2 separate regions of the Mus musculus genome follow, and region 2 is linked to region 1. Evidence: chromatin contacts called from public Hi-C data. All regions are on one chromosome and are shown on one strand. The core of a region is the stretch at or near the end of the contact, and the rest is flanking DNA. Distances in the headings are between cores, read along the strand shown.

What was found. A called contact is a pair of places that touch in the nucleus more often than the background predicts.
Region 2: a Hi-C map of the N1E-115 cell line shows a contact between it and region 1, with 6 times the contacts expected there. The contact joins two enhancer-like sites. A contact is called at or near these places in 1 of 484 Hi-C or Micro-C datasets (the N1E-115 cell line) and 1 of 115 datasets of contacts at active chromatin or transcription factors (astrocytes).

The regions. Positions count from the first base shown.
Region 1 is chr7:78,118,852-78,124,149 of GRCm38.p6, reverse strand. No RefSeq gene overlaps it. Among named protein-coding and RNA genes, the nearest start is that of Gm39038, 450 kb to the left of the region's middle. Within about 2 kb of position 2,854, at least 6 of the 459 cell types and tissues checked have an H3K27ac peak or open chromatin away from gene starts, as enhancers often do. A contact at or near this core is called in the N1E-115 cell line, where this site is marked.
Region 2 is chr7:78,763,043-78,768,340 of GRCm38.p6, reverse strand. No RefSeq gene overlaps it. Among named protein-coding and RNA genes, the nearest start is that of Mrpl46, 17 kb to the left of the region's middle. Within about 2 kb of position 2,065, at least 31 of the 459 cell types and tissues checked have an H3K27ac peak or open chromatin away from gene starts, as enhancers often do. A contact at or near this core is called in the N1E-115 cell line, where this site is marked.

The sequences.
Region 1 (5,298 bases), core at 1,605-4,104:
CGGCAAAAACCAGGAGAGGGAAGACAAGGCGATCCTCTGACTCATGGGTTTTGTATCCTTTGCAGAATTGAAGGGTTCAGAGAAGAACCAGCGAGTGACAGTGGCCTGACACCTGGTTATCTGTGGTACTAGAGATGCAATGGGTTTCTATTATGCTTGTCAAGACTCCATGATAGAGCTAGAACTTTGAAGGCTACAGAGAGCTGGGAAGAACACAGTCGAAACAGTAGTTCCTTGTATCCTGTTTATGTTGGATAAGTATGTTGCTAATGGCATTGTATAGCAACAAAACAAGCAAATGGCAGTGAAAGTTCTAAAGTGGGCACTCAGTGGCATTCTCATACCCGAGATATCCAAGTCCAAGAATTCTTTGTGGAAGAGGAAAATGATGGAATAATTCAATAGGCAGCTAGCCAGCTGGTCTCCCCAATTCTGTCAAATGTAAGTCTGGGGTTGGCTTTATCAGTTTGATCAGTACAACATTACTTAATAAGTAGGGTTGATTTCAGCTCTGCCATTTCACAAAGCATATAACCATGAATAAGTTATTTAATCTCTCTGATCCTTTGTATCCTCGTTAAATGGGATTACCTCATAGGGCTGTGATGTGGGGAAAATATGTTAACATTTGAAACCACTTGGGATTATTTCCTGATACATTGTAAGCCTCATAGATTTTTTTTTATGATTTCTAAATCTGAATTGACTTAGAAGAGGAAAGTACCATTCTTTGCAAGGTTAGAGAACACAGTTATGTTGAGAAAGTCATAGTCAAGCCATTGGATTTGTACTTAGTAGGCTGTTGGTGACCTTAATAAATGAAAAAAACAAACTGCAATAAATTAAGGACAGGGCCATAAGTGATTAGAAGCTCCTATCACACATTATACACAGAAGGTAGATGGGGAGAAGTGTCACTGGGCAGGTGGGAGATGTTAAGTTTCCAAGAGGACTCAGAGTCTCCTGCTGAGATCAAAGATTGATCTTCATTTCTAGTTTCCTTTTCTATTTTCCCAGCCTGACAAATAAACAAAATCCCAGCTGAGCTACCCCTGCTCCAAGGCCAGGCCACAGCAGAATTCAGCCATGATGTCTAAGATCCTGGTTGTTTACAATAGCTTAAATGCTTACAGAACAAGTACAGGAAATTACAGGTACCTTTCAGATGATTCTGCTTTTGAGGTCAGATCCATGAATGTCCTATTGGTTTATGATTCCACTAACAGCAGGCTCAGAGAGATGAGAGCTCTTACAGTTCAGTGTCCACACAAAGGTGACCAAAGGGTGTGGGCGGTTAGTATAAAAGAGGAAGCCAGGGAACAGCTGTGTGGTGTGAGCTTAAGATCTATGGCATTCTGCATGCATACTGTTGCCAGATGTTGAGCATACATTGCATGTGGGCTTTGCACAGATATGAAGCATAAATGCATTATGTAATAATTGCAAGTACATAAAAAAGACCAGTTTTAATAGACAGTAACCAAGTCTAAGAGAGGCTAAATAACTTTCCAGAACACAATGAGGTGCTTGAGCTAGAGTTGGGCATGTTTTAAGGATGCATATGCATATATATGAGAACATGTGTATGTATATGAGCACATATATGTATATGAGCACATGTATATGTACATTTACACCCACCGAGGTCCTTGTATATGGGACAGGGAGTATGTGAATTCATATGTACATATGTGTGGAGGCTCAGAGGACAACTTCAAGTGTGGTTGCTCAAACACTATCCACCTTGTTTCTCGAGGTTGTGTCTCTCAGTGGTTTGGACATCCCCAGCTACTCTGGCTATCCAGTGAGCTCCAGGGAATTACGTGTTACTTCCTATTCACAGCAGTGATTGCCAGCACATGCCAGTGTGCCTGGGTTTTATGTGTGTATCCTTGGGATCAAACCCAGGCTCTCATGCAAGTGAAGCAAATACGTTACCAACTGAATTATCTTCCCAGTCTTGGGATTTTGTTTTCCTTCCATTTATTTCCTGTGGAAAACTTCTGCCTTCTTTATCTTAAACTTCAGTTTCCAAGATGTGTCTGTTACTCAATGCTAAGTTAGCCAGTAAGAGTTCTATTAGAATCAAGTTTAATACTAATTCTAGTGCTATGGATTCTGATGATTAGGCCAAGCAGGAGACCAAGAACCTCTGTTTTAAGAAAATTCTAGAGATACAATTGAGTTATCTTTAATAATAATAATAATAATAATAATAATAATAATAATAATAATATAAGGAAAAATAACTCTTTTGGTAATTCAGTTGTATAGAGAGGTTGAGAGCCCTACAGAGAGCCACATGGAAAGTCCCCAAACTGATTTTGCTCTTTCCAGCTTTATAAAGGAGGGCGAAAGCATCAATTGTAGCCCTCATATGTTATCTTCCCTTCTTCATTTCAAGAAAGTAAAAGGGGAAAAAGGAAACACAGAAATCTGCCCTGAAATGGGTAAGAGTATAGGAGAAGGAAGTTAAAAAAAATCCCATGTATTTTACATACCTATTCTTTAAAAACAGATGCATGTGCACTCAGCAAAGGGAGACACGGGTTTAGTATGAGGTGGAAGTGGGTTTATATTCTCTCAGGGGGTTGGAATACTTGGCTCTGCTTTATGTCCTAGTGGTAAACCCTTGGACAGTCGATCATTCAGCCCAGTTGCCACCATTGTAGAGAGAAAGAGCCAGATTAGATGACTTTAAATGACCCCTTTACTACTGACATTCTGTGACTGTGTTCCTTGTAGATCCCACACTGCTCAGCAAGCAAAGAGGTCTGTGTCTCTCAGACTCTGGGGAGATTAAAAAAAAAGGGAGTGGGTAGAGGAGGAAAGAAAACAGACAGCTTCTATGCTGGACAGTGCGACCCGCCTGGTGTCGACAGATCAATGTCTGCAGGGTGGGAGGTGAGCAGGGCTGCAAAGATGAGGGACCAGCTACGTGATATTTCTCTGGCGACAGAACTCTTCAGTGCTGAAGTAAAGTAATTGAACTTAATGTCCAAACACAAATCCAGTCCATAAATCCAGGTGCTGTCTATTGGAAATTTCAGAAAGGCTCTGCCTTCTTTAATCTTATCTCTGCCAGACAGTTACTGTGTTCTTGATGTAATTAGAGTGATAAAACCGTGTGGTACAACTGCTGGTTTCTATCATGGCATCGCTGCTGTTGACTTAAATGACAAGGTAATAATTTTATAAGAGGCCCTTTATTTTTATTTCTCCCTCCATTGCGGATGGGTGTTTTCCAAATGGAGGATCATATCTTTCTAGATAAGCTCACCAGACACCAGACACCAGACACACAAGGGCTGCTTCATTCATTGCCATTTAGTCAAGTATCCACATCTCTCAAGGGGTGGTTGAGGTTGTTTTTAGTAGTTAAAATGATAGGGCTAGCTAGGGAGTTTTAGAACGTTAGCACATTTCTTGCAGAGCTGAGTGATTTATGCATCCTCCCAAATTAACCCTGGAGGGAGCAAAGCTGCCCTTTTCACCCATGTATTCTATGAGAAAGACTAAGTTTGTGTATAGTCTGTGCCCATGAGGGCACTATTCAAATGGATAGGTCCAAAGATAGACATTCTTGACCTTTGGTGGGGGCGGGTCAGACCAAAATAATCTAGAAAATAGTGTTAGACAGGAGGAATGGACATTGAAGACCTAAAATAAGTTTAGTTTGAAACCAAAAAGCCATTTGGAGTCCAAGGACAAACTCAAACCATCTTTGGAAATACAAAGAGCCCAAAGGCTCATGTCTGGCTCTAATTTGCACTTCTCTGGGAAGGCACTTTGGTGGGATCCCACATTCCAGCCAGACAGTCACAGGCTCACAAGTGACAAAGCCCCAGAGCTGACACTTCAGCACTGGAGATTCCAACACTTTCTTGTCAAAAATAAAATTCAGCACAAAAATTCAATGTTTAATGATTTGCAGATATGGCTAAGCAAGGTTCTTTAGAAACTGGGTGGCTGTTGTGTGCTCCCATGAAGAACTTCTCCCAGCATCTTCTAACTGTAGTGACTAGAGTGACAGGATAGAGTTATGTGGCTTAGAGACAAGAGAAGAAACAGTCTTCCTTTATTTCAACCCGAATAATTTTTTAGTTTCCTTCCATATGGCTGGCTTGCTGCTCTTCCATGAGAGAGCTGGCAAGAAGGAATCCTTAATGTGCCAGACATGTATAAAAATGTACAAAATGTATAGAGGGCCAGAGACAACTGGTAATTCAAGTTGAAGGACTCAAAAATCATATTCCTACCCTAAACACCCTGGTTATCTATACCTCCTTGATGGCCTTTTTATATGTATCAATGAAGAAGAAGACTTTGTGAACAGAGAGCAGAGAGTTGCCTGACTCTTTTCCCCAATAATAAAAGTGGTGCTGCTCTCCAGAAGACACCATATCCTGAGATATCACAGAAGATCCACTGCACACAGAGCATTTGGTAGGAACCCTCCTGAAGTCCCACAGCAGCTGCTGGGAGCCTAGTGGATTCAGGAATCCATTAACCCCCAAAACCCCTGCTCACCAAATACCACTCCACTTTTCCCAGCCCTTTCTGCTGGTACAGATTGCTAGCTAGTCTGCTCCCCTGAAGATACCACAATCTGAGGCATTCCAGGAGATCCAATGCCCACAGGGCAACTGAGCAACTGATTGCCAGCTTGCTTGTTCCCTTGAAGACACCATAGCTTGAAGGCATCCCAGGAGTTTCTCTCTACACAGGGCAACTTGGCAACCTACACCACAGTCTGAAGACCTCCTGGAGGCTCTGTGGCATGCAGGGCAACTGACCCAACAGACACAAAGCCTCCCTGGATTTCTGCTGCACACACAGAAACAGAAACCACAATCCATAGCCCCCCACCCCACCTAACAGCTTCACACAGGACAACAGCTTGACTGCTCCTCTGAAGACCCAACAGTCTGAAGGCTTCCCAGGAGATCTACTGCAGTCAGGGCATCAAAACAACAGCTTCTATACCCCTTTGAAGACCCCCTAGTTGGAGGGCACCACAGGAGGTCTGCTACAGCCAGGGCCACAGGCCTACCAGGAGTCCTAAAGCAACCTAGGGACAGAAGAGGCAGACTCTAGACAGAGTCACCCAGACCAGCAAACACCAGGAATAACTAGATGTCAAGAGGTAAGTTCAAGATCATAACCTGTGGAAGCCAATATATGTGGGCATCATCAGAACCCAATTCTGTCACCACAGCAAGCCCTGAATATATCAACACATCTGAAAATCAGGAAGCTGACCTAAAACCCTATCTCATGAAGATAATGGAGTCCTTT
Region 2 (5,298 bases), core at 816-3,315, 640 kb before region 1:
TCACATCACACCCAAAACCCACGATGCTTCTCCTACCACACACGATACAAACCTCTGAGATCGATCCGATACATCGGTACCTCTGATACAACTGTACCTACCACATTCGCCTGCATACATCGATTCCTGCATACCTTGAAACTGATTTGATAATACACGTGCACCTTCTTGAACATTCACATCACACATACACTCATGAATATTCACCTCACGCATCATCTCAGGTCCTTTGCCTCTTGCTCTCAGATCCTCTGTGTGTGTGTGTGTGTGTGTGTGTGTGTGTGTGTGTGTGTGTGTTTGGGGGGAATGTGTGTGATAACCCCTTTAAATACACATCTCATGCTTTCTTACTGACTGGATTCTAACTGGATTTGGCCAGTGAGGGAGAGGTACTGGCAGGAGGTTAAAGGGAAGGGAAGCTAAGGCTAAATATTCCTTCCCACTGCGTGCATACATCGCCTGCTCAGCATCTCTGTGGTCCACAGCCGGCAGCCCTCTTTGATTCACATTCCTGCAGCATGGCTTGCTCCTGGTAGCATTGTTTTCTTCTGCTGTCCCCAGCCCTCAGGGTGATGGCTTTACTCTTGCTCCTCTCCAAATTGCCTCTCCATACCCTGTTTGGTTTCCAGCTCTCTCAACACCATGGGAACTCATTCTCCATGTTGAAAAGTCTCTTTTGAACGACATGGCGTGGGCTACATTTTCCTAACTGCATCCTGACTGATGTTGAGCCAACGCCACGACGATAATGGATTTCACGGTGTCACTTAAACACGCATGTAATGTATTTGGGAGTAACCACCTCCTCATCTTCTTCTTCCATAGTCATCTCTTCAATTTTGGGGGCATCTTCAATTATTTTTTTTCTCTACAGTATACATATGAGAGAGCACCTGTGATAGTATTTTTTGAATCCAGCTTATTTTACTTAATGTCCATTTTCCCATAAATGACATGAGTTTGTTCTTTGTGGCTAGGTAGCACTCCATTGTGTATACATACTACACTCTCTGTGTTCATCTGTGGGTGAACCATTTTGGCTTTTGTGAATCGTTGGTGATCAACACCAGCACGCAGAAGTCTCTGACATGTGTCAGTTTTGATTCCTTTTCAGATAATCCTCAGGAGCAACACTCACAGGAGAGCAGTCTCATCCCTTGCCCGTAGCTCTCTAGGTGTGGTTGAATCTCTGTTGAACTAAATCCTAGTTCATACCATTCAGTATTTTGCTGAGTTCAGTGGCACCTTCTCCTCTGCTTCTCCAGGGCTTTACTGAGCTAAAGCTTCAGGAAGCATCTCTGCCTTCTCTAGGTGGATACAGAGAACAGTGCCCAGCCTCACGACAGACTCCATCTTCTTGGATAGAGTCCATTTGATGGACAGTGTCCTTGCAGAAACTTAAAGGGGCATTTTATAGGACCAGATTTTTGCATCATTTAGCTAGATATGATTTCAGAAGCCACGTGGGTCATCACTACCTGGCTCCTCAGGAAAGAATGGGAGCCATCTCTATCTCCCTAAAGATTTATGGTGTGAGAACTGACCACCGAAACTAAATTCACATTTCATGGACACACCCTTGGGCAAACCACACTTTGATTCTGGCTTTCTTGTTCTCAAAATTATGAGAGATTGTTGCCAGTCATTTATTACTGTTTTCAAAATGCCAAGGGAACTGTATAATCTTGAACAAGTTCTATGCCAGCATGTGGGCCTCGTTTTCTGCATTGGCAGTGTAAGAATGTTGGATTCACGTCCTGGTTGGGGCAGCTGCTGGTTCATGTGCGTCAGGGATTGGGTGAGTCTGTGCAGTACACATCGTATCCACAGGGAGGCGCCACACACAAACGTATATCCCTCCTAGGTACGCTTGGCCAAAAGCTGGGCTGTGGGTCAGAAAGCCCCACTGGCTCTTAGGCTTTCTAGCGTGTTATTACCGCCAGGTGGCCATCTGTCCACAACAACGAGTCAAGGCACGATGGCCACTGCAAACACGCAACTGTATTGCAAGGAAGAAGTCACCAACCAAATCGTTAATGCATTAGCTTAATGCATCAGAAGGAGCTGACAGGATTAAGCTGAGATCACTAAAAGGGTGAGGCAGCTCAGGAGAGGTAGAAAGAACTGGGGGAAAGGGCAAGGACACCAGCTTGCAGGCAGGTTGCCGGCCGCGTACTGGACTCGATGTTACATATTCACAGGTTGGTAGGTTCACCCTGTGTTCTGAGTTTCTCTGACACTCGTGAGATACCAGTTGAAGAAGCAACTCTAGCTGACAGATGAGGGAAGAGCTGGAGGGAGGTGGCTTGCTAGCTAGTCAGTGGCAGAGCTCCATCTTAAGACCAGTCCTCATGTGCCATGATGCCAGGTTCAAGCAGCACACCCAGGATCCTGGAAGCAGCTAGTTTTTACCCGAGCATGGAGTGGGTTCGGTGGAATCTATTCGTCACAGCTCCTGGCATATGACAGGGAAACAGTGCTGACCTTGGCTTCACATGTAGCAGAGAGTGAATCGAAGTGGACTCTTTGAGTCACCTGCTTCTATCCCTTGTTATATTTTGAGACAATAAGGCCCAGAGTTAGTCATTTTGCCAAGGATGGAGCCAAAAGCAAGAGAGTAGGAAATCTTCATCCCCACCTGGGCTTTTGCTCAGATGTCCTGTGGGCTCTGCTTGGTTGTAGTGTGGGATTCCCAGCATTGTTTGGGAGCCTACGGGCCTGCCCAATTGCCCTCAAATGCCAGCCTCCTAGGTGCCAGCCTTGCCCTGCCGCCAGCATCTCCTCCCCTGCTGGCCAAGCTCCTTGGCCTTTGTTAAGACCTGTTGGGCAAAGCAGGGATTACCCAGCATGCCAGGCATGTAGAGGCCAGAGAACCAGGCTCTTGGCTCTGCACAGCTTTCCCTGGGATTACAAGATAATGCATTTGAAGAAACATTAACTCATCCAAGTTTATGGATTATATGGAAACGAAATCGTAGTAATCTCCTCAGCCATCTGGTCCTTGATGCCACTTAGCCAGGACCTCCCAGAAGCGCCCCTCCCCCCAGGTCCCCACACAGGGCTGGGGACAGGGATGGCCATGTTCCTTATTCCTCAGGCCAGGGCAGCATTTTCCAAGGGTCTTGGAAGGGCCAGTACAGTTTGTGCCTTCAGTATCAGAGAGGTGGGCAGGGCAGCTATAGCAGGGCAGAGATGTGGAAAACCATTCATTACCAATAATGCTGCATATGGGCCGTCAACCTGTGTTTGTAATGAAAACCCGACTTTGCAGTTTAGAAAGCATCATTAGGCACATTTCTAGGGTTGGAGTGCTGGGAGGGGAATTTTTCTCCAGATGAGATGCTTGCATCTTCCATCTTTCTAAAGAATCCCGAGCAATGGAATCCCAGCCCTTCTCTGCCTCCAAACCAGGGGATGCAGGTTCTCTGCAGCCAGGACTTTGAATTATGCACTTGTGGCAGAGTGCAATCTCCTGAAGCTGTCTAAAGGGGAGGAAGCGGAACAGGGTGATGTACAGGGGCAAAGCACATGGATTTTGGCTCTAGCCCACCTAGTACGAATTCACTGTCACCGTATGACCCTTAGCAAGTCATCCTTACCTTCTGTGGTTGTTACGTGGAATGAGTGTGTTTATTTAAATTAAAAATTGTTTATTTATCTACGCGTACAGATGCAGCAGTGCGTGTGTGGAAATAAGAGGGCAACTTAGACTACGTGGGTTCCTGAGACTGAACAGAGGCTGTCAAGCTTGGAAGCAAGCACCTTTACCTGCTCAGCCATCTTGCCGGCCCAGATGTGCTTTTTTAAAAAAATCGTTCATTCATTCATTCATTCATTCATTCATTCATTTTGTAGTGCTGGGGGGTTGAACTCATAGACTCACGATGCTATGCAAACACTTTAGCACTGAGCCACACCTGTAGCCCTTAAGTGTCTGCATTTAAAGAAGAATCTTCTACCTGTTGCCAGGGCCCCATTCATTCTGTCTATGAGTGAGGTTGTAGTGGATCCCTCACACCCGTGGCGTGCTGGTAGGTAAGCATTTGGAGGTGGTGGATGGGTGGTAGGTGTCCTTGATATGGTACCTCATGCTGATTTCCTTGGTGTAAATACTCCCGTCAGGGTTAGCTTTGAGGTCCCACTCACTGCAGAGCTGAGAAGAGGGGCATGCTAGTAGCTGTAAAGAGTTGGTTCCAGTGATGCTCAAGCCTGTGGCCCATGGGTGGGAGGAGGTTCCGTAACAAGTATTCCATGGCACAGATGTAGCTCAGAGGTGGAGAGTGCTTGCCTTGCATACGCAAGGCCCTGGGTTTGGTGCCAGCACTGGAAATAAAATGACAGGTGTTCATACTGGTTGGTAAATGGTCACTATTTCAAGAGCCCCTCCCTTATCCCATTAGCCTTGGCCTTCCTCCAGTGAGCATCTTAACCTCTCAGTCATCCATCTACCACAACAGTGGGCCCGAGTCAGTGATCTAGTCAGTGCTACTCCTGGTTGATCATGGCTGAACTGGACCAGTAGATAAATGACTTGGGTATCACAGGCCTGTGTCCCCCAAGATGTTATGTTCGTTTATCTAGTGTCCCTGACTTATGGGCGTGCTTCATTGCTGTCAGCTACTTTCTGAGACCTCCTCCCCTTGCAGTCTCAAAGAATGGCTATAAGACAAGGGACAAACGTTGTATCTGGAGTCTGAACTGGTGTAATTGGAGGTGTCTATCCCCATTAGAATAGAGTCGTACATGGTTTGCTTAAATGATTAAAAATGCAATCAATATGACCAGCTTCACTGGCTTGGAGTATCATATTTCTTTTATTTCTCCAATTAGCTGCTTGAGCAGGCTTGATTATTCAAAAGTTTATTTAGGATTGCTCTTTTGAGGCTTTTTGCCCCATTGAGTTGTTGGCTCCTTATGAAGGAAGTAGTCCTAGTTTCAAACGCCAGGCAGAAAAACAATTCGAGTCAGATCAGTTGGCTGGCTGGCAGGTTGGGTTGGTGGCTTTGCTCAGGACTCAGAGCCTGAGTGATGTGCCAAAATAGTTGGATGCAGGCAATTGGGAGCAAGGCAGGCATAGAAACGGGTGGGATGGGCTGGAGGTGTCAACAGAGTGTGGTGAGGTCTGTGGTGAAGTGTGTGTCTCACGAGCCAGCTGTGGCCACGTAGGAGCGTGGGCCCAAGGTTAACGGTCTGTCTTGTATTTTCAAAGGAAACCACATATGTGTGGGGATTTGTTTTTGAGACATAGTTGGCATCCAATAAAACACAAAGTTAATGAGTTTTCACATATGTGTCCAT